Regions from separate parts of the Mus musculus genome. Here all the other regions are linked to region 1. Evidence: chromatin contacts called from public HiChIP or PLAC-seq and promoter capture Hi-C data. All regions are on one chromosome and are shown on one strand. Each heading gives the region's core, a stretch centred on a gene start, on an enhancer-like site or on the middle of the called end of the contact. The rest is flanking DNA. Distances are from core to core; before and after follow the strand shown.

Region 1 (4,945 bases), core at 1,338-3,837:
AGTTGTCACAAAAGTCTCTTGATGATCAGCCAGGGACGTGCCCAGTGACAGACACACCTTTGTTTGTTTCATGTGAGGCTATCTGGCCTCCAGTCACTCAGCAATGTCCCTACAGCTACCTGTAATGAACTTTTGATCCTTGCCCTCTGAACTCTTTGGGAAGGGACTGTATTGTCTGTATTTAACTGAGTGTTTCTTCAACATTCAAGACAAGTTAGATTTGCCACCGGGATAACTGAATCTTCACCTTTTTTTTTTTTCTTCTTCTTGTTTTCCCAAGTTACTGAGCAGGCCAAGGGTTACTGCTGATGTCAGCATGACTTCTGCTCTTGACTTTGAAAGCTACGCTTTCTTGAATGGACACTAAGTCCCCAGGGAAAGTGGGATGGTGAGAAACAGACTGAACTTGACCTTTGACCCTGCTCAGGCTGAGGAGTCCAAGAAATCCTGGCTAACTCTCCAGCCTCTTGGGGCCCCTGTGCCTTGCCTCTGTCCTAGCTTCTGACACAAGAACAGAGGAACACGGTGAGGATGGAGGGGTGGTGGCATGTGAGGGGGACCTCACCAGCTCTGCACCAGCTGCACCGATGGGGTGCCCAGCACTCGGTCAGGAAGCAGGTTGATCTCTTTCATGATGTTGGCCAGGCGAACGGGCAGCTCCTGCCGGAGGAAAGTGAATGACGTCTTCTCGCAGGCATTGCTGGATCCTGAGGATGACAGAGGGGTCGGTCAATCAATAGCTGCAAACCATGGGGACAGTCACCCATGTGGAAACTGGGCAGGCTGAAATGACCATGGGACCTATCTGTGGCACACAGCAAGGTAGCCCTCCTAGCCTTGCGATGCTTGAGTTTTCCCCAGACATCCTACCACGTGGATGTCAATTTAGGAACAGAGTGTATCACCCACTGACCCTCAGTGAAAACCCTGTTTGTTAACCAGGGAAACAAGATGTTCCCGGGGCTGACTCTGAACTGTTCTGGCGTGATTCACCTCACTTTCCTTTCCATCTCTCTAGGTGGGCACTCATCACAGGGGGCTAGCCCAGGGTGCAGAGGCACCTAAGAAATCCTTTTCTCCATGGGGTGCTAGGACTAGGTTCCCAGGACTGTAGGAACTCAGCATTATCCCTGAGGCAGGCCATCTCATCTAGGCTGAGGAGACAGATGAATGCCAATGTAGAATTGGCCATGTTAATGACCATCTGTGAGGCAAATGGGGACCTTGGTCCAGGGTCAAGATTAACAGGCAGTAGAGGAATGAGCTGTGTCAGCTAGAGACAGGAGACCTAGGATCAACAGCAGGCGATGCTTCTGTAACTTACTGTATATCATCAGCAGTTTTCCCCAGATAGGTGGACCGAACTACGGCCAAGTCCCTTCTAGCTGTGGCATTCATTTGGCGGGGACTTGGAGTGGGCCCTGGAGGATTTCCTACACAAGCAAAGCTCACAACTCCAACTGAACAGGGAGTAACAAGGCATATCCTGGAAAACAGGTGCCCAAGTCCTGTCGGCCATCTTCCTGTCCTCCTGCCTGTGACACAGCCAACTCTTGAGAGACCTGGGTCCACTCCCTACACCAGCTGGCACCAGGGAATACCTTGCAGACAGATGGGGGCCACACAACGTCTCCATCCTCCACTCCGCAAAGCTTTCTCCTGCCCCAAAGCCACCTCCACCCTCAGAACACCGAGTGGGTGATCTTCAGAAACCCAGGGGTAGCCATAGGAGGGTGAAAGCCACCTGACTACCTCATGGTAAGTTGGGCTCTGCCCAGCTAGGAACCGCTGCCAGGTCAGAACAGATTTGATCTTCAAGTGTCCTTGCCCAGTGGGCAGCTGCAGTGGGTGGAGGCTCACCAGTCAGGGGAGTTCCCCTGTTAGCACCTCCTACTTCAAGGGGCCCCCTTCCCACCTGCCCTGGCTTTTCTCCCTTGCTCTGTTCAGAAGTACCCCGCCCTTCGTGCACAGCACAGGTCTTCCAGATGGCTGAATCTCCTTAGCACTCCAACAGCACGTCTCCTGTTTACTCTTGGCTGCCCACTCTCAGTGGCCGGGATCTCCCACTAACTCTATCATGTCTGGATAGGGTCCTATGCCCTCACTGTCTCTTACTCTCCACGATCCCTCGCAACGCTTTCTCCGCGCCCCCATTCTTAGTTAACTGTGAAGGGGGCACTCTTAACTCTTTGTGGGCAGCCAGGTTGGCCTCGCCGTTTACCCATTCCTGTCCATACTCTTCCAAGCCAACCCTCCTACCACCCAGGACCTCTTCCTCCGATGTTAACCTCTCATTGCCAGGGTCTCCTTCCCCGCGCCCACAGCCCCCGGTGCCCGCCTACGCCGACTCCGTACCGAAGTCTAGAAACTGCTTCATGGACAACGGGGACGGGGAGAACTTGCTGAAGTGCTCGATGTACTTGGGTGCCCCTGCCAGGGACGCATTCTTCAACAGCGCCCGGACCCAGCGCATGGCGACGGCGCCTGCGGCTCGGGCTTGGATCTCGCTGCTGTCCCGGGGCTGGAGGCGCTGGCACCGGCCGTCAGCTCGGCCCAGCTTAGCCGGGAGACGGGCTTCGGCCGCCTCCTCCCTACCCTTGCCCTGGCGATGCCTCCAACGCCTAGCCAATCGGCTTGTCCCGGCGCCCCGACGTCGCCAATGGGCGCGCACAAACAACTCTGGGAGAACCAATAGCCTTGCGCTTCGACACGTGGCTCTCCTCGAGGCCCACCTCCTTAACCGTGAAGGTGCTGGAGACGGCCTGTTGTTTTCCTGGGCTGTGCTCAAGTCCCGCCTCCTGTCGCCAACTACACTTCTTGGGGGCCAGCCCCGAGTTAACCCTTTCTTCCCCAGAGTCCCGCTAACCCTTCGTTTGACGTTCTACTTTCCCTGGTTCTTTCCCCTGTCTCCTTCTTTAAAACCTCCCTTCCCTGCCCTGTCCCTTTCCTAAAGGCACCTGTTTGACCTGACAACCTGCTTACCTGCTCTGCTATAGGGGCTCACAGTGGTTTCTCACTCCTATGATGGACCCAGAATGAACACTTGCAAAATCCGAAACCAGTATGCGAGCTTATACTAAGCTATCCTATATGCGTGCAACCCGCTGACTTCCATAAATATCCAAAAAGCCCAAGAAAAGGTCTCTCTCTCTCTCTCTCTCTCTCTTTCGAAAAAGATCCGATATCAGGGTGGGAATGTAGCTCAGAAGGCATGGCACTTGCTCAGTATGCATGAAGCCCTGTATTGATCTCTGGTACTTGGAAAACAACAACAAAAACAGCCAGAGCCAAACCCCCTTAGGACTGGCAGAGGCGGGAGCAGGAGCTATGGTCAGTGCTAATTTTAGTTAAGTTCCATTTTATTATTACCTCGCTCATTTGACTGAGCATAAAACCTTGCGCGTCTTGCACAACCACCTAAGAAGGTAACCTTCTGTGCACCTAACCCGAGACGAGCAACTGTCTGTGCCGCTGGCTTCCTTATTGCGAGTCCCCAGGAGCTAAGGCATCTTAGTGGTTAGCGGCTTGGGAGCCCAGCCCAGTCTTCCTAGCAGTTCCCTGCCTCTTCCCTGAGAAATGTCATGCGCCCTCTTTTGGTAAAACTTGGTATGTGCCCCACTCTCTGGGCCTTCCTAGGTTCATTACTATTGATTATCCAGTGGTTTCCCGGCCTTTACTATGGCCCTGTGAAGCACAGACAGGATTGAGGTTTGGCCTTTAGGAAGTCCTGGTGCTCCTCTTGGAGGCTGAGGCAGGAGGAGATCTGTCCAAGGCCCACCTGAGGCAGTGTGAGTTTAAGTCCAGCCTGGGTAATTTAGTAAGATCTTTTCTCCAAAAGGTAGAGAAGGTGGGTTTGAGCTGGTAGTAACTCAGTAATAGAGTGTTTTCCTAGAATATGCAAGACTATGGGTTTGATCCTCAACCCCCCCACCCCACACACACACACACTGCAAGTTATAACAGTTTAACTGTAGCCAACACAAAACAAGAGTTCACCTTGGAAAGCGTAATGCTGTGGGCCAGGCACTGCTTGCTGGATTATTATATCGTTTCCTCCATTTTATAGGCAGGAAAACAGAATTAGCAAGCATTCTCAACTACAAATCTGGCCTGGTTGGTTCCAACACACAGAGCCTTTTCACTTGAAAAAAAAAAAAGTATCGGTGTATACCTTTAATCCCAGGCAGAGGCAGGAGGATCTCAGAGTCTAAGGCCAGTCTGGTCTACAGAATGAGTTCCAGGACAGCCAGGGCTACACAGAGAAACCCTGTCTTTAAAAAAAAAAACAAAAAACAAAACAAAAAAAAACCCAAAAAAAATTTTTTAAAGGATCTATTTATAATCTGTATGTGTGTGCACCCAAGTGAGTTTTTGCATACCACAGCACATAGGTGTCTGTGGGGCTGGAGGGCATCTGCTTGCCTGGAATTGGAGTTACAGGCGGTTACGAAGCTGGTGTAGATGCTGGGAACGCAGCCCAGGGCCTGTGCAAAAGCACACACAGTAAGTACTCTTAACTGCTGAGCCATTTCTCCTGGTCCACCTTTCCACCTCTTACTGGAGCCTTTCCAGTTATCCCAGTATCCACTTTGGCTCCATTCCTTAGCTTCATCTTTTCAGATTGCCAGGCTCAACAACTCCCAACTCCATCTACCTGCCGCCTTGCCCCAGCCTCTAATCTTTAAACCACTGACAATGCTATCTCTTTTTACTTGGAGAGGTGGTGGGGTGGGGGTGGGGTTCTGGATCGTTCTTCTCAACCTCCTGTACCTATTCTTCAGGTCTTGGCTGCTTAGCCATGTCCTTTTGCTGAGCTCCTGGGCTGGGCTGGGCTCCCTACGTGCCTCTCCTGATCTTAGGATGACATGAGAGCTTCTCACAAAGTGGGCTAACTGCTGATTCGTGGGTCTTCCCCACTGGACTTTAGTTTAAGGAGGACACGGGT
Region 2 (4,945 bases), core at 697-3,196, 480 kb before region 1:
CCAGTCCTCTCATGGCCAAGGTTCCGACACTGCCCTGTGATGCCTGTGGCTTCTGGCATCACTGATACCCATGGCTGCTCTCTCCATCTCCAGGTTGCTTTGGTCCTTCCGTCTTGATTTCAGGCCACAACAGCCTCCCTCTCTCTCTTCTTAGCCAAAGGCCTCATAAACTTGATGAGAAAGGCAGCCTGGCTTGGGATTGAGCTGGGAGTGGTACAGACACACAGACACCACTCCCCTCCAACCTGGGACAAGTGCCTGGCCTTAGGGTGGGTGCCCTACAAGCTCTGGAGATGATACTGTGTGTTTATTTTCATTAAAACAAAAATATAGCCAGAGCATGAATTTAAAAGGCCTGTGGCATGCATGTGCGCGCGCACACACACACACACACACACACACACACACCTACCCCTGCAACCTCCAGTGGTTAGAACATCCTGTGCATCAGGAAAACTAGCAGCCAGCCTAAATACCATCAGAGAACATTCTAGGCCAAGAATGACCCCCACACACCCCATTCTAGCGACAAGGAATAAGAAGGGCTTATGGGAAGTGCAGGCTTGGAGTCCAAATCCTACATCTATGTATTGAGTGTCATGAGAAGGTCTAGATACCTTGTCCTCTACCAGCTCTCTGTTGGTGGCCTCCATGCCCGCACACCATCAGGTGGTGTGGTTCTGGCGTAGTTGTGGTCTCCTCCACCACCTCCCAAAAACAGAAGCCATCTCTGGCCAAGCAACCCAGAGCTCACCCTGGGCCAAAGCTGTAACCTGCCTGCTCACCCTCCCTTCTCCACAGGACTCCAGACACTGTGGCTGGCAAGTGAACAGAAGCCTGGTCCACCAGGGCGGGGCTGCCCACAACCTAGCATCTGGCTAGCCAGGGTTGGTTGCCTGTAGCCAACACCCCACTTCCCACCAGCTCACACAGTCCTGGGGTCATTGCCCAGCTATGGCCTCTGCCAAGTACACATTGGCGCCACTAGGCTGCCACTCTGAGACCCCCCTTAGGGGTGGGTCCTAACCACCGGTGAGGGGAGGATCCGGAGATGAGGATATTTGGGGGAGATTAAGAAGGAGACTGTGCAACCATGCTTGTTCAGCGGCCTGTGGTCTCCAGGTGTGTTGCCAGTCAGTCCTGTGGTTCACTCCCCACACACACCAGTTCCCACATTTCTGTGTGGCCTTCAGCCCTAGAAAGGGGAATGAGGGTACAAAGGACAGGGAACAGGAAGCCCAGAGCTAAGAGAGGGGTCGTGAATAAGCCCACAATCCGGAGCTCTTACGGGCCTGGTGCCACTGGGCTCCGAGAAGGGGCAGAGCCAAACGCACGGCTGTCAGCTAGCCTCTGCAACCAGCTCCCCCACCTCCTTGGGATAAACTGAGGAACCCAGAAGCGGGAGCCCAACCCACAGCAGCTCTCACGCTCCGCCTGCGCCGCACAACAGTCCCATTAAAGCGCCGCCGGCTGGCCGACCGCGGTGAGACGCATCCGGCTGTCGGGCCCCACTTCCTCCCTCCCGGAGTCCAGGGTGACCTGTCTGCCAAGGGTGTATGGGGGAGGGAGACGTAGAGAACTCAAACTTGAGCAAATAAATAAGTTCTGGGAACACTTCCCTCTGCCCAGTGGAAATTCAGAGGCCCCTCGACACACCTATCACCGTCCACCCCACCTCGGGGTGTTGGTCCAGATAGAGGAGGGTAGGGGAAGGTGCAGCATAATGTTTGCAAACAGGAACCAAGGGGTTGGGGTTCAGGGGAAGGGCCCTCAGCCCTACACACGGTCTCCTGCTGTGAAAAGAGGCCCCCAGCCATCGAGGATGGGGACGCATCTCTGGGCGGGAAGGGGTTAAATCAGTGGCTTCGGTGCTCCACGTAGTAGCTGGCTCCGCTGCCAACTGCGGTCAAGGCTGCCCTATAAATGGGCCGGGAGACCCGAGAGTCGAGGACTTGTCGCTGCCTTAGCCCCCAGCCCAGGCTCAAGGCGTTCCAACCATGGCCCGCGCGCTCTTATTCAGTCTGGTCTTTCTTGCCATCCTCCTGCCTGCGCTAGCCGCCTGCCCCCAAAACTGCCACTGCCATGGAGATCTGCAGCATGTCATCTGCGACAAGGTGGGGCTGCAGAAGATCCCCAAGGTATCAGAGACAACCAAACTGCTCAATCTCCAGCGCAACAACTTCCCGGTGCTGGCTGCCAACTCGTTTCGGACCATGCCGAACCTGGTCTCCCTGCACCTGCAACACTGCAACATCCGCGAGGTGGCGGCTGGTGCCTTCCGAGGCCTGAAGCAGCTTATCTACCTGTACCTGTCCCACAACGACATCCGGGTATTGCGAGCTGGAGCCTTCGACGACCTGACTGAACTCACTTACCTCTATCTAGACCACAACAAAGTGTCGGAACTGCCCCGGGGGTTGCTCTCTCCTCTGGTCAACCTCTTCATCTTGCAACTCAACAACAACAAAATCCGAGAGCTGCGTGCTGGAGCTTTCCAGGGGGCCAAGGACCTGCGCTGGCTCTACCTGTCAGAAAATGCCCTCAGTTCCCTGCAGCCTGGTTCCCTGGATGATGTGGAGAACCTAGCCAAGTTCCACCTGGACAAGAACCAGCTGTCTAGCTACCCCTCAGCCGCCCTGAGCAAACTTCGGGTGGTGGAGGAGCTGAAGCTGTCTCACAACCCTCTGAAGAGCATCCCAGACAATGCCTTCCAGTCCTTCGGTAGATATCTGGAGACCCTCTGGCTGGATAACACCAACCTGGAGAAGGTAAGTGCCCCAGCTGCAGTTCTCCCGGCTCTTTCTAGGATGCCACCCCAGGACCACATCGGGACAGCATTCCCTCCTCCTGGACTCCTTGTCACTCAGATTATCCTCCAAAGCAAGGGGCCTTTGCCACTTCTCTCTGCATTGACACACACCCCTCCCCATCCTTCTCACCCTTACCTGGTCCCGAGGCTTCTCAGCAGGGCTCTCTTGGGACTCCTTGTAAGAGATGGAACTGTTCTGGTCCCACAAATGGCCTCTGGGGAGGCATCTGCCCCAGACCCCACGGTTAACAGCAGACACCTCTTCCTGTTGGACTTTCCACCCCTCTCTTACCAGTCTCCTGCAAGCCTACCATTTCATAAAGGAAGGTTTGTCTACTGAGGCACCTTCCAGAAGCTGAGAGAACACAAAGAGTGCCTGTTCCCAGTGGGTGCTGGCCTGTGTTGCTAAGGTAAAGTGAGAGGCCAGAGGATGAATTGGGGAGCAGGTACCTTAAGGAGAACTCTCCCACACCCTCGTCCCATTCCCTCCGTGGGTCGAAACACACTCAATTTTATTGCAACCTCGGGTCGATTTCAAATAAGGACGGGAAACCAAGACACGGAGACCTGACTTGGCTTCACCGAGTTGCTGGCTTGGTGCTCTTGCAGCCCGTGAATAAACACATGCAATCCCTGGCACACGCCCCCCCAAGTGTCTCCTCAGAGCACAGACTGACTGTCTCACTGTCCAGCAGACAGTTTGTTGACTTTTGCTTTCCCCAGTCACCAGATCCCAGACTCCTCAATTCTTCCTCCCTTGGGATGCTCAGGCTAGCCTGGTCGGGGCTGTCTAGGAGCAAAGTCCTTTTCAGGGAATCACCCTGGTACACAACACAGTTTCAGCCAGAAGGTTCGGGCAGAGACCAGAGCGAGGTAGAGTAGTTTTGTTTGTAGAGAACGTCACAGCCCAATCTGGTCTGTGAGAGGTCACAGATACGGAGCTGAGGACAGAAGGCCAACCTTATCTAGGTAGATGGAGCCTTCTGGGTGGATCTTCTTTAGCCTGGCCTCACCCCAGCTAAATGTAGACCACCCTAGTGACAAAACAGTGGCCAGTAGAACAGCATACGAAGGCTGATTTAGAATGAGGAGGCCAAAGCCGGGCGTGGTAGCGCACGCCTTCAATCCCAGTACCTGGGAGGCAAAGGCAGGCGAATTTCTAAGTTCGAGGCCAGCCTGGTCTACAGAGTGAGTTCCAGGACAGCCAGGACTACACAGAGAAACCCTGTCTCACAAAAACCAAAAAGAAAAAAGAAAAAAAAAAAGAATGAGGAGGCCAGAGAGAAACTGGCACCAAGGCTCAGAGGAGGGCACCAATACATTTCCTCTGGAGCCATCCATCCTGGCCAAAGTGCCCACAGAGAGCTCCACAAATAGCATCTAGCAGAAGGCAGAGCAATGAGGACACCACTGGGGGAAATCCTGGGACCAGGGGGCTGTGGGGAGCCTGGGCTCACTGCCCATCCCACCAAACCCTGACCAGGTTCACCGTGTGCCCGCCCCAGGCACACTGCCCATCCCACCAAACACTGACCAGGTTCACCGTGTGCCCGCCCGGGCACTCAAAGCCAAGCTCTGCCTGCTCCCCAGACCCAGTGTTTGTGCAGGGAGGGTGCTGCCTAGGAGGTGGGGGACAGGGTGTGGTCCTGCAGCTACTGTTTACTAGCTAGGTGACCCTGTCCAAAGGACTGAACCTTTTCCGTTTACACATTGGGAAGGACCCCTTCCCTCTCTCTCTCTCTCTCAAAAAAAGGTGTTGTGGAGGATGACATCATTGTGGCTCCTCAACAGGCCAGGGCGTGTGTCCAGGGAAAGACAACCCTGGTCCTCTGAGAAGGGAGCCAGGAGACTGAGTTGAGGTGCTCACTCTGCCTCCCTCACCTCACAGTTCTCAGATGCTGCCTTCTCGGGTGTGACCACACTGAAACACGTCCATCTGGACAACAACCGCCTGAACCAACTGCCTTCCTCCTTCCCCTTTGACAACCTGGAGACCCTCACTCTCACCAACAACCCATGGAAATGCACCTGCCAGCTCCGTGGCCTTCGGCGGTGAGAATATTCCTCCATATAACCCCCAGACTGCCGTCCACATGACAGACGGTCCTAGAGTAGGACAGCCTGGACATCCTAGTC
Region 3 (4,945 bases), core at 1,219-3,718, 390 kb before region 1:
TCAATACTCTCACCTTGAAGAGGCCTGCATTTGATAGCGCTTTCTATTTTGTCTTTCTGAGACCGTCTCTTGTGTCTCTCAGGCTGGCTTTGAACTCATGCAGCTGAGAACGAGTGTGAGCTCCAGATCTCTCTTTGCCTTGCACTGACACGTGCTGGGATCACAAGTGTGCACAATAGTTCTTGATTTAACAGGGTGATCTTTTTTTTTCTTTTTGGTTTTTTTTTTTTTTTTTTTTTTTTTTAGATTTATTTATTTATTTATTATATGTAAGTACACTGTAGCTGTCTTCAGACACTCCAGAAGAGGGCGTCGGATCTTGTTACAGATGGTTGTGAGCCACCATGTGGTTGCTGGGATTTGAACTCCGGACCTTCGGAAGAGCAGTCGGGTGCTCTTACCCACTGAGCCATCTCACCAGCCCCTCTTTTTGGTTTTTTGAGACAGGGTTTCTCTGTATAGCCCTGGCTGTCCTGGAACTCACTCTGTAGACCAGGCTGGCCTCGAACTCAGAAATCCACCTGCCTCTGCCTCCCAACGAGTGCTGGGATTAAAGGTGTGCACCACCACGCCTGGCTCAGGGTGATCATTTTTAAAATAAATATTAAAATATTTGCATATGTGCGTGGGCTCATACATGCCCCAGCCCATATGTGGCAATCTGAGGATTACTTTCAGGGAGTTTGTCCCCTCCTTCCACAGTGTGAGTCCCGGGGATTGAACCCAGGTCATCAGGCTTGTCAGCAAGCACCTTTACCAGTTGAGTCATATCTCACTGGCCCCCCTAACATGGAGATCTTTCTAAAACAAAAACAAAAATAAGAAACAATGTAATCCCAGCACTTGGGAGGCAGAGGCAGGCGGATTTCTGAGTTCGAGGCCAACCATCCACACTGGACACTTCTCACAACCGCCTGTCATCCCAGTTCCAGGAGATCCAATGCCCTCTTCTGGCCTCCACATCCATATAAAATAAAAAGAAATGAAAATTTAAAATAGACAAATAAAAGCAAGTAAATCAGATGGCTCGGTGAGCAAAAACATATGTCACCTAGTTGGATTTCAGTTCCTAGAACCTACACACAGTGGAAAGCATGCCTATGCACACACCCATGTACGCTCATGTCCACACACAGGAAAAAACTCCCCTTACAATTCACATAGTGTATAGTACTCAAAACTATCCTTTAGGTGTTGGAGTAGCAGCGGTAGAGTGCTTGCTTAGCACATAGAGAGCCCTACATGAACGTTAGGCCCCAGCCTTAGTACAGTTAACAGATAAAGAAATCATTCACTCAGACTGATGGGGCTCCGTATGTCTGTGCTGTGTCAGCATTACCCTCCTCTTACTCCCGAATGTCTCCATCATCACAAAGAGAAATCCTACAAACTGGGCATGCTGGCACACAACTGCAATCCCACCTATTGGGAGGCTACAGAGGGGGATATTTTGAGTTCAAGGCCAGCCTACTTGATACAGTGAGACTTCTCAAAAGCAAGGGTATTTCTATAACCATTTTTTTTTTTTTTTTTTTTCTGAGACAGGGTTTCTCTGTATAGATAGCCCTGGCTGTCCTGGAACTCACTTTGTAGACCAGACTGGCTGAGAACTCAGAAATCCGCCTGCCTCTGCCTCCCAAGTGCTGGGATTAAAGGCATGCGCCACCACCACCTGGCATTTATTTATTTATTTAAAAATTAAGAAAAAAAAAAAAAGCCCCCACACACAAAAAAACAAGTTCTTTCTCTCTCCCAGCATCTAAAAATAAAATAAGATCCATTGTCTCTATGGATTTACAGGTTCTGTATATTTCATAAAAGCACACCGTATGTGCCTTTGGTGACTGGTGTCTTTCGCAGTCATGCTTTCAGGGTCCTTCTGTGGCCATACTATGCACCAGTACTGCCTCATTTTTTATAGCTGAATAATATTCCACTGTGTGGCTATGTCACATTTTGTTTACGCATTTATTGCTTGATGGACGGTTAGCCTGCTCCCCTTTCTTGGCTGTTACGGATAATGTTGCTACAGACATTCACGTACAAATATTTTGAACGAGTATGTTTTCACAGTTCTCTTGTGCGTACACTTAAGTCTGCCTGGAACTGCTGGGTTACACGCAAGAATCATTCTTTCAACAATAATTAGTGACTGATAATCTTTGCAGTCTTCCTGGATCTCAATTTAACATAATACCAGTAACTTAGGTTTGTAAGGAATTAAATGAAATTGTGCATCTACAACCAGTCTAGCACAGAATCTAGCTGAGCCTCACCCTGGTCCCTCCCTAGGGACCTTCGTGTGGTTCCTGGAGTGGGACAAACGTCCGTGCTGGCCACACTCCTTGTCTCTGGGGCCCACGGTCCACTGCAGAAGTCGCCGGAGGTCCCGGCCATAAACCCCAAGAGATCTGGGCTCACCTGCTACTGCTCCCGCCACTCTTTGAATTGTCCGCAAGACCCGGAAGTAGATCTATCCCGGTAGCGGAAGCAGACTTCCCAGCCTGGAAGTGAACGTGAAGCAAATATGGCGGCGGCGGCGCTTACGCTGAGGACGCGGGCAGCAGGTAGCTCAGCACTGTGGCTATTGCGAGGCGAGACAGCAGGGAGGCTGGGAGATGGAAACTGGAGCCCATGGTGAACCTAGATACGGGGAAGAAGTGAGGGGCTCCGGACCTTTGGAGGGCGACTGTCTCCGGTCACGTGACACGTTGTGGGCGGTGCTTGCGGAGGGTGGGAGTGCAGAATGAAAGCCCGTTGGATAGTTACTCCAGAAGCTCTGTCCCCTCTGGGTTTATGTGGATCCCTCCGGATTTGAAGAAGACTAAGTTCAAAACATTTAATTGATATTCAAGACTTAGCTTTTTTCCTTTCCTCGCTTTTGAGGTAGGTTCCCACTGTGTAGTTTGCCGTCTTAGAGCTGGTATTTCAGATGTCTATGACCATGACCAACGCTTAGGTCTGGTGAGACACTGCTCAGAGTACCAGCATAAACATGGTTTCTAACGCCTTGTGAGTTCAGCCAGTAAACACGTGAGTAACTTAGTTGTAATCTCGAATAGTATTGTGAAGAGTCTTAGATTAGGGGACCAAGGAAGTCTCTTGAAGGGATAGCAATTTAGACCTAAAAGAGACAGACCCAACCAAACCTGTGTAGACAGAAGGCAAGAAAATGACTTGACTCGGTTTTACAGTTTTGAGGAGCCAATTAAGAGGAGGCAGACTGGGTGCAAATAAATAAATGAAAATGAAACCAAGTGGGACCAGGAATAGTAGTGCCTATAATCCCTGCACTTAGGAGCCTGGGGCAGGAAGATTTCATCAGATCCAAGGCCAGCCTGGGTCACAGACTCAAAAGCTATAAATAAATAAAATAACATAAAATAAAATAAAATAAAATAACCTACACAGAAAACCATCTGCAAGACTTGCTATAGGATAGATCATTTGGCCCAGATATTAGTGGTGTTGGTAGAGAAGCTGGAGGGTAGTGGGTGAATATGACATCTGTCTGTTCTGAAGATATAGATTCCACAAGTCTTACTGCTCTGTAAAATGAGGGAAGAGAGTCATCTGTAAAGTCTTGTTTTTCACAAGAGCAGAGACATATGAGTGAAACAATGTAGGCAAAAGCAAAACACCAATCACCAGTAAGTGAGTGGGTGAAGCCAGGAAGTGCATGCCTGTAACCTCGGTTATATGTGAAGTAAAGGCCTGAGGATTGCAAGTTCAAGGTCTTCATGGGCTACAGGAGAGGGGGGAGGGGATTCCATTCCATTGCTGGACATTGAAGATGTCTCCTAAGTTCTTTTTTTGTGATGTTTGTTTGTTTGGAGACACTGTATCACTATGAAGCCCTGGCTGTCCTAGAACTCAGTCTCTAGACCAAACTGGTCCTGTTGTCACAGAGATCTGCCTGCCTCTGCCTCCCAAGTGCTAGCATCAAAAGCTTGCCTGTGCCACCATGCCCAGCCTGCTCTCTGAGAGCTAGTCTTGTATCCCAGCAACTTTCTGTTCTTATGGGAATTTGAGAAACCTAGATAACCAGTGCTATGCCCCCAAACACCCATAAAGCAACTCTAAATGGGCTGATACTAGATCCTAAGATCCTATACTATGCCTAGAGACCTAAAACAGACAGCCTGGATTTTATTTTTGTGTATGAATGTTTTGCCTATGTGTATATATGCATACCACACGGTATACTTGGTACCAGCAGAGGTAAGAAAAGGCCATTGGATCCCCTGAAACAGGAGTTACAGATGACTGTGGACCACTACAAAAGTGCTAGAAACTGAACAGAGGACCTCTGCAAGAGCAGTCGCTGCTGCTAACCTCTGAGCCATCTCTCTCTGGCCCCATTAGCATGCATTTTAGATAATCTTCTTTTAAAAGCATTTTCATTTAATCTTTGAGAATTTTGTTCATGCATACAATGTATTTTGATCATCTCTATCCCCTTCAACGCCTCCCTCATAATTTCCCCCTTTAAAGAAAATGGTGTTGAGTCCTTTGGGATAATGGGTGGAGAGGCCCAGATTAATGCCAGTCTTGGTTGGACATCTGCTTATGGACTCTGGGAAAAAAAGACCTTTCTGTAATGGCCAGTTGCCTGCGGGAGCCACCCTCTGACGGACGGGCTGCCCTTCTGGTGCAAGTGTCTGATGTGTAGTGGGTGAGTGGATAGCTAAGACAGTGGCAAGTGTCTGATGTGCATGGGTGAGTGGATAGCTAAGGCAGTGGTAAGGGAGGCGGAATCAGAGGCAAGCCTTGCACATCTTGTACGCTGCCCTTCCCTTGGCCAGGAAACTGAATCTTCTAAGCAGGCAGCTGTCTGGTGTCCATTTCATCTGTTTCTGTGCTGTTTGTTTCTGCTCAGCTGGACTGGATGTGTCAGGAGCCAGAGCATAGACTGTTCTCTCCCCCCCCCCCCCCCCGTGATGCT
Region 4 (4,945 bases), core at 1,075-3,574, 320 kb after region 1:
ATTGTTTTATGGGAGGTTAGGCTACTGTGTGGGCTCCTCTTACAGCGGCTCCATTAGATCCTCAAGGAAAGCAGCTTCCATCAGTAACTGCTGGCGACTTGTTTTGTCTTGAATGCTCCGATCCTACAGAAACTCCTCTTCAGAGAATCAAGTTAAAGGGTGAAAAGTTCACCCTACTTCCTTTTCTTCTAACTGTAGTTTCTTGAGAGCTGAACAAATGTCAGAGGCCCACAGCCCGCTTTTTTTTGATGCCTGTGCACACACTGCAGGGCTACCCTTTGCCTCCTGGAAGATACAGTTAGTGGATTCTTTATATTCTTTTCCCACAGTGACATCTCTAAAAAGGCTTCTCTCTTGACCCATTCTTCCAGCTGCCTGCGGACGTGATCTACATTTAGGGAAGTCAGACATGAAGCCAGAAATGGTTTCCCTGGTTCTCTTGAGTTGTACGTTTAAATATGGAGTCAAGTGATTGATGGAGGGTTTGGCTGAGCAGTTCTTAGAGTGTACACAAATCCCGTTGCTCTTTTCTGGGTAAAGTCTCTTTGGAAGGGATAGCATGATGGAACTTCCCCCCGCCCCTTCCAGTCTAGTTCTTTTGAGTTTCTTCTCCCTGTGAAGGTTTAAGTTAGCTGTGGCTTAGTGTTGAAAGAAATGTTAGTCAGGACTGGGGTTATAGCTCATCGATAGAGTGCTTCCTTGAGTTTCAGTGCTAGACAACAGAACAGAGAAAGCCCTCTCACTCCATTTCCAAAGTAACAGCTGGGATAGATGGGGACTCCGTGGGCCCTCCATGAAGGTCCGTAACCCCCCCAATAGACATATAGATGGGGTCTCTGTGGGCTCTCCATGGAGGTCTGTAACCCCCGGATAGTCATATTGGGGGTTTCGGTTTCACCACAGCTTCTCTTCCAAAACCCACATGTCCCGAGTTAAGCAGTGAAGTGGCCCCAAACCACAGGGAGCTCATGAGGCCATCTACACTGTTCAATCCCAGCACACGTCCAAAAATAGAAAGACAATCCCTGTGAGGCTGTTTGCAGGAACTTCCCCTCCGTCCTGCGAATCAGTTCTTGGGGGAAAATGTTGTATTTTGTTCTCCAGGTGGACACCCCAAGTGGACAAGGCAGGGTAGGAGCCCCCAGGGTCCCTCAGGGTCCCTCCACACTGCCCTGGCTTTGCCTGCATCTCATCCCTGTGTGAAGCTCATTGGTTACTGAACAAAAGGAAACAGACGCGTGCCTATGAGCATGGAGAGAAACCAGGATCCTTGTAGCGCTGTGCTGCTTCGCGGTGAGCATGCATAGCTTTTGGCTTTGTGTTCCCTCAGCTGGATGTTCTTATTTCCTATAGCATATTTGTCATGAGGGCTATTTTCTCTTTAAAAGAGGGGATGGGAGAAGGCTTCAAAGTCTGATGGCATGAGAAAGTGACTCATGCCTTGTTTGTTGAACCAGCTAGTTGTTGAGTTTTTTGCTGGGTGTAAAATTATGTCTCCATTTTGGAGATGTACTAGGAAGGCTAGGCACATGCTGTCGGTGGGATTAAGAGCATCTTCCCATCCCAGGTTCCTCCCTCCTACCTGGCCTGCAAGACAGCGAAACGATGAACTTGTCCCTCCAGGTGCCCAACCCGAAGGCTTGGGTCTGAGCTGATTGCTCTCTCCCCTGGCCAAGCTGAGAAGAACCAGAGATGTCTCACGCCCTACATTATCTATAGTCTTCATCCTGAGGACTCTCACCTCTCCTTCGAGTTCCTATGCCAGGGTTAGGCTTGAGTTGATTTCAAAGGAGAGGTCTTAGGGGGAGGCAGAGACGAACTGGTGGCCCTTCTGAAAGCACCTTTGCTGGGGGTGGGTGTGGGTATCCCCTGCCAGTGTGCCTGGTGTCAGATAGCTGGCATTGATGGAGCAGTGGCATCAGCTCTCCCCTCTACTCCCCTGCCAGTAGCTTCTTGTCTTACTCCTCTCCCATCAGCAGAGACTATCAGCGCGTTGATGCTCAGTGGGCACTCATACCTACTTACCAAAGGCGTTATCTGCCGTGTGTGCAGTTGGCTCCGTTGACACCACCTGACTGCTGGGCCTCTCCTCTCTTAGCCCCTCTCCCTGGAGCCATAACAAGTGTAGCAGTTGGGAGACAGGGCCAAGTGGCTCTGGAAGATAGCACCTAAGGCTTCTTATCTAGTAGGTGCTGTTTTGTTTTGTTTTCTCCATTTGCTGTTGCCCAAGAACCAAAGCATCCGCCACTGCTCAGCTGTGTGGTGAAATGGTCTGGCCTGGTGCCAGGGTGCCTCGCCAGGTGGCTGAGCTGTGGAGGCTGCTGCATGCGATGGGCCGATAATACCCCATGGTGCTGTAAACAGGACACCCCACCCTCCTGCAGACACCCAGCCCATGCCCCAGTGCTGGCTGCTTTGTCATTGCCTGTCATGATACTGGCTTGTCTTCTCTGATACAGGAGCCGATTGTTCTGTTTCTCTCCCAGGTTCCCAAATCTGAGAGGGGCGCTTTCCAGAAATAAAACCAGTTCATCTTTCAGCCACAAGCAACCGTTTTGACTTCTCAACACTTCCTATCCTTTAGCTGTAATCACACGAGTGCAGGACAGCGCCCATTCCCCACATCTTTCCGGTATGCCCATAAGCACCCACTTCCCCCTCACTTGTGGGTCTGCTAGGGGATGCTTGTGAGCCGCGGAGCTTAAGCCCTTGCTCATCAACAGCTGCCAATGCCCAAGTCTCTAAGAAGCTTTATTGACTTTTGTTTGTTTGAGACAAGGGATCACCCTGTAGCCAAGGCTGGCCTGGAACTCCTGTTCCTAATGCCTCTGCCTTCCATGTGCTGGGACTACAGGCACGTATCCCTTGCCTACTCCTTTCCGCACACTTCTCTCAGACAGACAGTATCCAGGAGAGCAGTAGGCTGTCCCTAGTAAAGGACAGTGAATATACAGTAAATTCAAGTACCTTGCCAGGCCTGGTGGACAGGCCTGTAATCACAACTACTGAGGAGGCTAGGGCAGAAGAAATGGAAAGGCAAGGCTTCCCTAGACTAAAGATTGAATTCAAGAATACCCTGGGCAAGGTAGGGAGACCCTGTCCCAAAATAAAAAGTAAAGAGAGGGCTGGGGCCATAGCTCAGGAGTAGAGTGCTTGCCTGGTGTGTGTGAGGCCCTAGGTTCAATCCCCAGGCCTGTGATACACCTGTAGAACCTTCTTGCAACAGACTTCTCAGTAGTCGTCTCTTTCTCCACCTCCTTCCCTGTATCTTCCTCGGGAATAAAAGCATATTTGCATTTCTTTTCTCTTCAGAATCCCTAGGAGGCAAGGTGGACCAGATTGGGCCCTGCTGGCAGAGGGAAGGCAGATCCGTGAAGATGGTAGTGTTGGCTGCAGTCACACTGCAGTGAGGATAGGACTGTCAGACCTATGCTGTTTGGATAGCCCCTCCTAGGTATCAGCACTGTGCCTGCTAGTCTGCAGCCTCTTTAAGGATGGCACAGGATAGCATCGCTATCTGGTTTTGGCTTTGGTTTGTCCTTAGGGGAAATTGATGCCTTGGGTTAGCAGCTCCCACTCAGTTTTGGTGCCTAAAACAACAGGTGCTTGCCAAACCATTTTGGGGGATGCAGTAGGTTAGTTTGTTTTTGTTTTTGTTTTTTCCCTAGTCGAAAACCTAATCTTTTTAGAAGTGCCCTCTCCTTTATTTTCTAGGCAGGAGAGAAACATGGCATTTTAGTCTCCTCAGAGGGGTTGGGACATGCCAAGAATTTGGGGATTTGGGAGGGGCCATGGAGCCTTGCTAAGGGCTCTGAGACAGGAGGTAATTCTACCTTGTGGCTAGCTAGGAGCTGAGCCAGCACTGGGATGTGGCCGCTGTGGAGATAAGGCTGGAGCCCAGCTGTGACCTCATCTGCAGGGGTGGGGAAGCAGGTGGGACCTGCAGGTGGGCTGAGCAAGGTCTTTGCAGGTCTGTCTGCCAGCAAGGGAGGCAGCGCAGCCCTTCCTCATTCCATTCTCTCCTTCCCTCCGTTTCTAGCTTTTTTTCCTTTAATTTTTTTTTCCTTTTTTCCCATTTCTGTTATGTTTATGTATATATGGAGGAACAGGTCACACAGCTTTTGTGATCAGTTTTGATCCGAGGCAGCTGAGTAGAATGAGGTATCAAGGGGAATAGTGGTTGGGTCTCTTACCGATTCCAGGATTTTGCGTATTTCCTGGAACCTGTCTGTCAGTACTGTGAGTGAAATACCATTCAGTTCCCTGTTGTGGAAATCGGACCCCAGCTAAATAGTTTGCTGACTAGGGTGGTTCTGAGGGTGGTGAGAACTGACATAAAATCAGTGTGGGGGCAGTTGTTGCTAGGTGATAGATTCCTCTGTTACAGGCTTCAAAGGCCTGGCAAGAAACAAATGAAAACAAATACACTTTACAGCAGACCCCAAACTCAGGCCTGCCCCTACCACACAAGCACGCACACATGCACGCACGCAGACATAGATGGAGATATAGATCCCTATATATCCACACACATCCCGAAGAGGAGCTGACAGGGCAGTCCCCTCCAGGTACCCAGCAGCCTCAGGGCAGGTGGAAAGGGGCTTGGTTTAGGTATAGGACACAGACACCTTCTTGAGGTGTGGAGTGTCATCAGACACTGCCTCTCTGATTGACATTCCTCAGTCTCTCTATCCCTTTCCAGGGCCGACAGGAGAGGAAAGGGCGACTGCAGACCAAAGTAATTTGTAGCAATGGGGCAAGACTGAAAAGTATTCTCTAAGCCTGAGATGTTTCAGAATCTCCACAGGGTCTTCCTGCTGAGAGGACGGGGCAAGTGACTCTGACTGACCTTTCTCCCCCATCACTGTTCCTCAGCCCTGGAGGCAGTCTCTGTCCTTCCAAACTAGGAAGACGCAGCTGCGAGGATTGTGACATCCAAGCCTAC

What was found. Promoter capture Hi-C pulls out the DNA fragments that hold promoters and counts their contacts. HiChIP or PLAC-seq counts read pairs in DNA pulled down with a chosen protein or histone mark.
Region 2: an HNF4G HiChIP or PLAC-seq map of pancreatic cancer cells shows a contact between it and region 1. The contact joins the promoter of Chad here to the promoter of Pdk2 in region 1. A contact is called at or near these places in 1 of 39 promoter capture datasets (liver) and 1 of 115 datasets of contacts at active chromatin or transcription factors (pancreatic cancer cells).
Region 3: an H3K27ac HiChIP or PLAC-seq map of embryonic brain shows a contact between it and region 1, with 4 times the contacts expected there. The contact joins the promoter of Eme1 here to the promoter of Pdk2 in region 1. A contact is called at or near these places in 1 of 484 Hi-C or Micro-C datasets (rod photoreceptor), 2 of 115 datasets of contacts at active chromatin or transcription factors (embryonic brain and extraembryonic endoderm stem cells) and 2 of 9 other capture datasets (adipose tissue and pancreatic islet).
Region 4: a promoter capture Hi-C map of hippocampal neurons shows a contact between it and region 1, with 2.3 times the contacts expected there. The contact joins the enhancer-like site here to the promoter of Pdk2 in region 1. A contact is called at or near these places in 5 of 39 promoter capture datasets (hippocampal neurons, liver, pre-B cells and 1 more), 3 of 115 datasets of contacts at active chromatin or transcription factors (memory CD8 T cells, pancreatic cancer cells and stem cell-derived neural progenitor cells) and 1 of 9 other capture datasets (adipose tissue).

What each region holds. Positions count from the first base shown.
Region 1 is chr11:95,038,784-95,043,728 of GRCm38.p6, forward strand. It overlaps Pdk2 (pyruvate dehydrogenase kinase, isoenzyme 2), which reads right to left and starts at 2,588. Exons shown (of 11, transcript NM_133667.2): 1 at 2,356-2,588; 2 at 566-707. The coding sequence starts at 2,473.
Region 2 is chr11:94,563,101-94,568,045 of GRCm38.p6, forward strand. It overlaps Chad (chondroadherin), which reads left to right and starts at 1,947. Exons shown (of 4, transcript NM_007689.5): 1 at 1,947-2,768; 2 at 4,698-4,861. The coding sequence starts at 1,998. All of the region lies in intron 10 of Acsf2 (acyl-CoA synthetase family member 2), which reads right to left.
Region 3 is chr11:94,651,275-94,656,219 of GRCm38.p6, forward strand. Eme1 (essential meiotic structure-specific endonuclease 1) reads right to left here and starts at 2,469. Exons shown (of 9, transcript NM_177752.5): 1 at 2,422-2,469. Mrpl27 (mitochondrial ribosomal protein L27) reads left to right here and starts at 2,517. Exons shown (of 4, transcript NM_053161.2): 1 at 2,517-2,567. The coding sequence starts at 2,528.
Region 4 is chr11:95,354,562-95,359,506 of GRCm38.p6, forward strand. The region is part of intron 1 of Fam117a (family with sequence similarity 117, member A); the gene reads left to right. Among named protein-coding and RNA genes, the nearest start is that of Fam117a, 20 kb to the left of the region's middle. Within about 2 kb of position 2,325, at least 145 of the 459 cell types and tissues checked have an H3K27ac peak or open chromatin away from gene starts, as enhancers often do. A contact at or near this core is called in adipose tissue, hippocampal neurons, liver and 1 more, where this site is marked.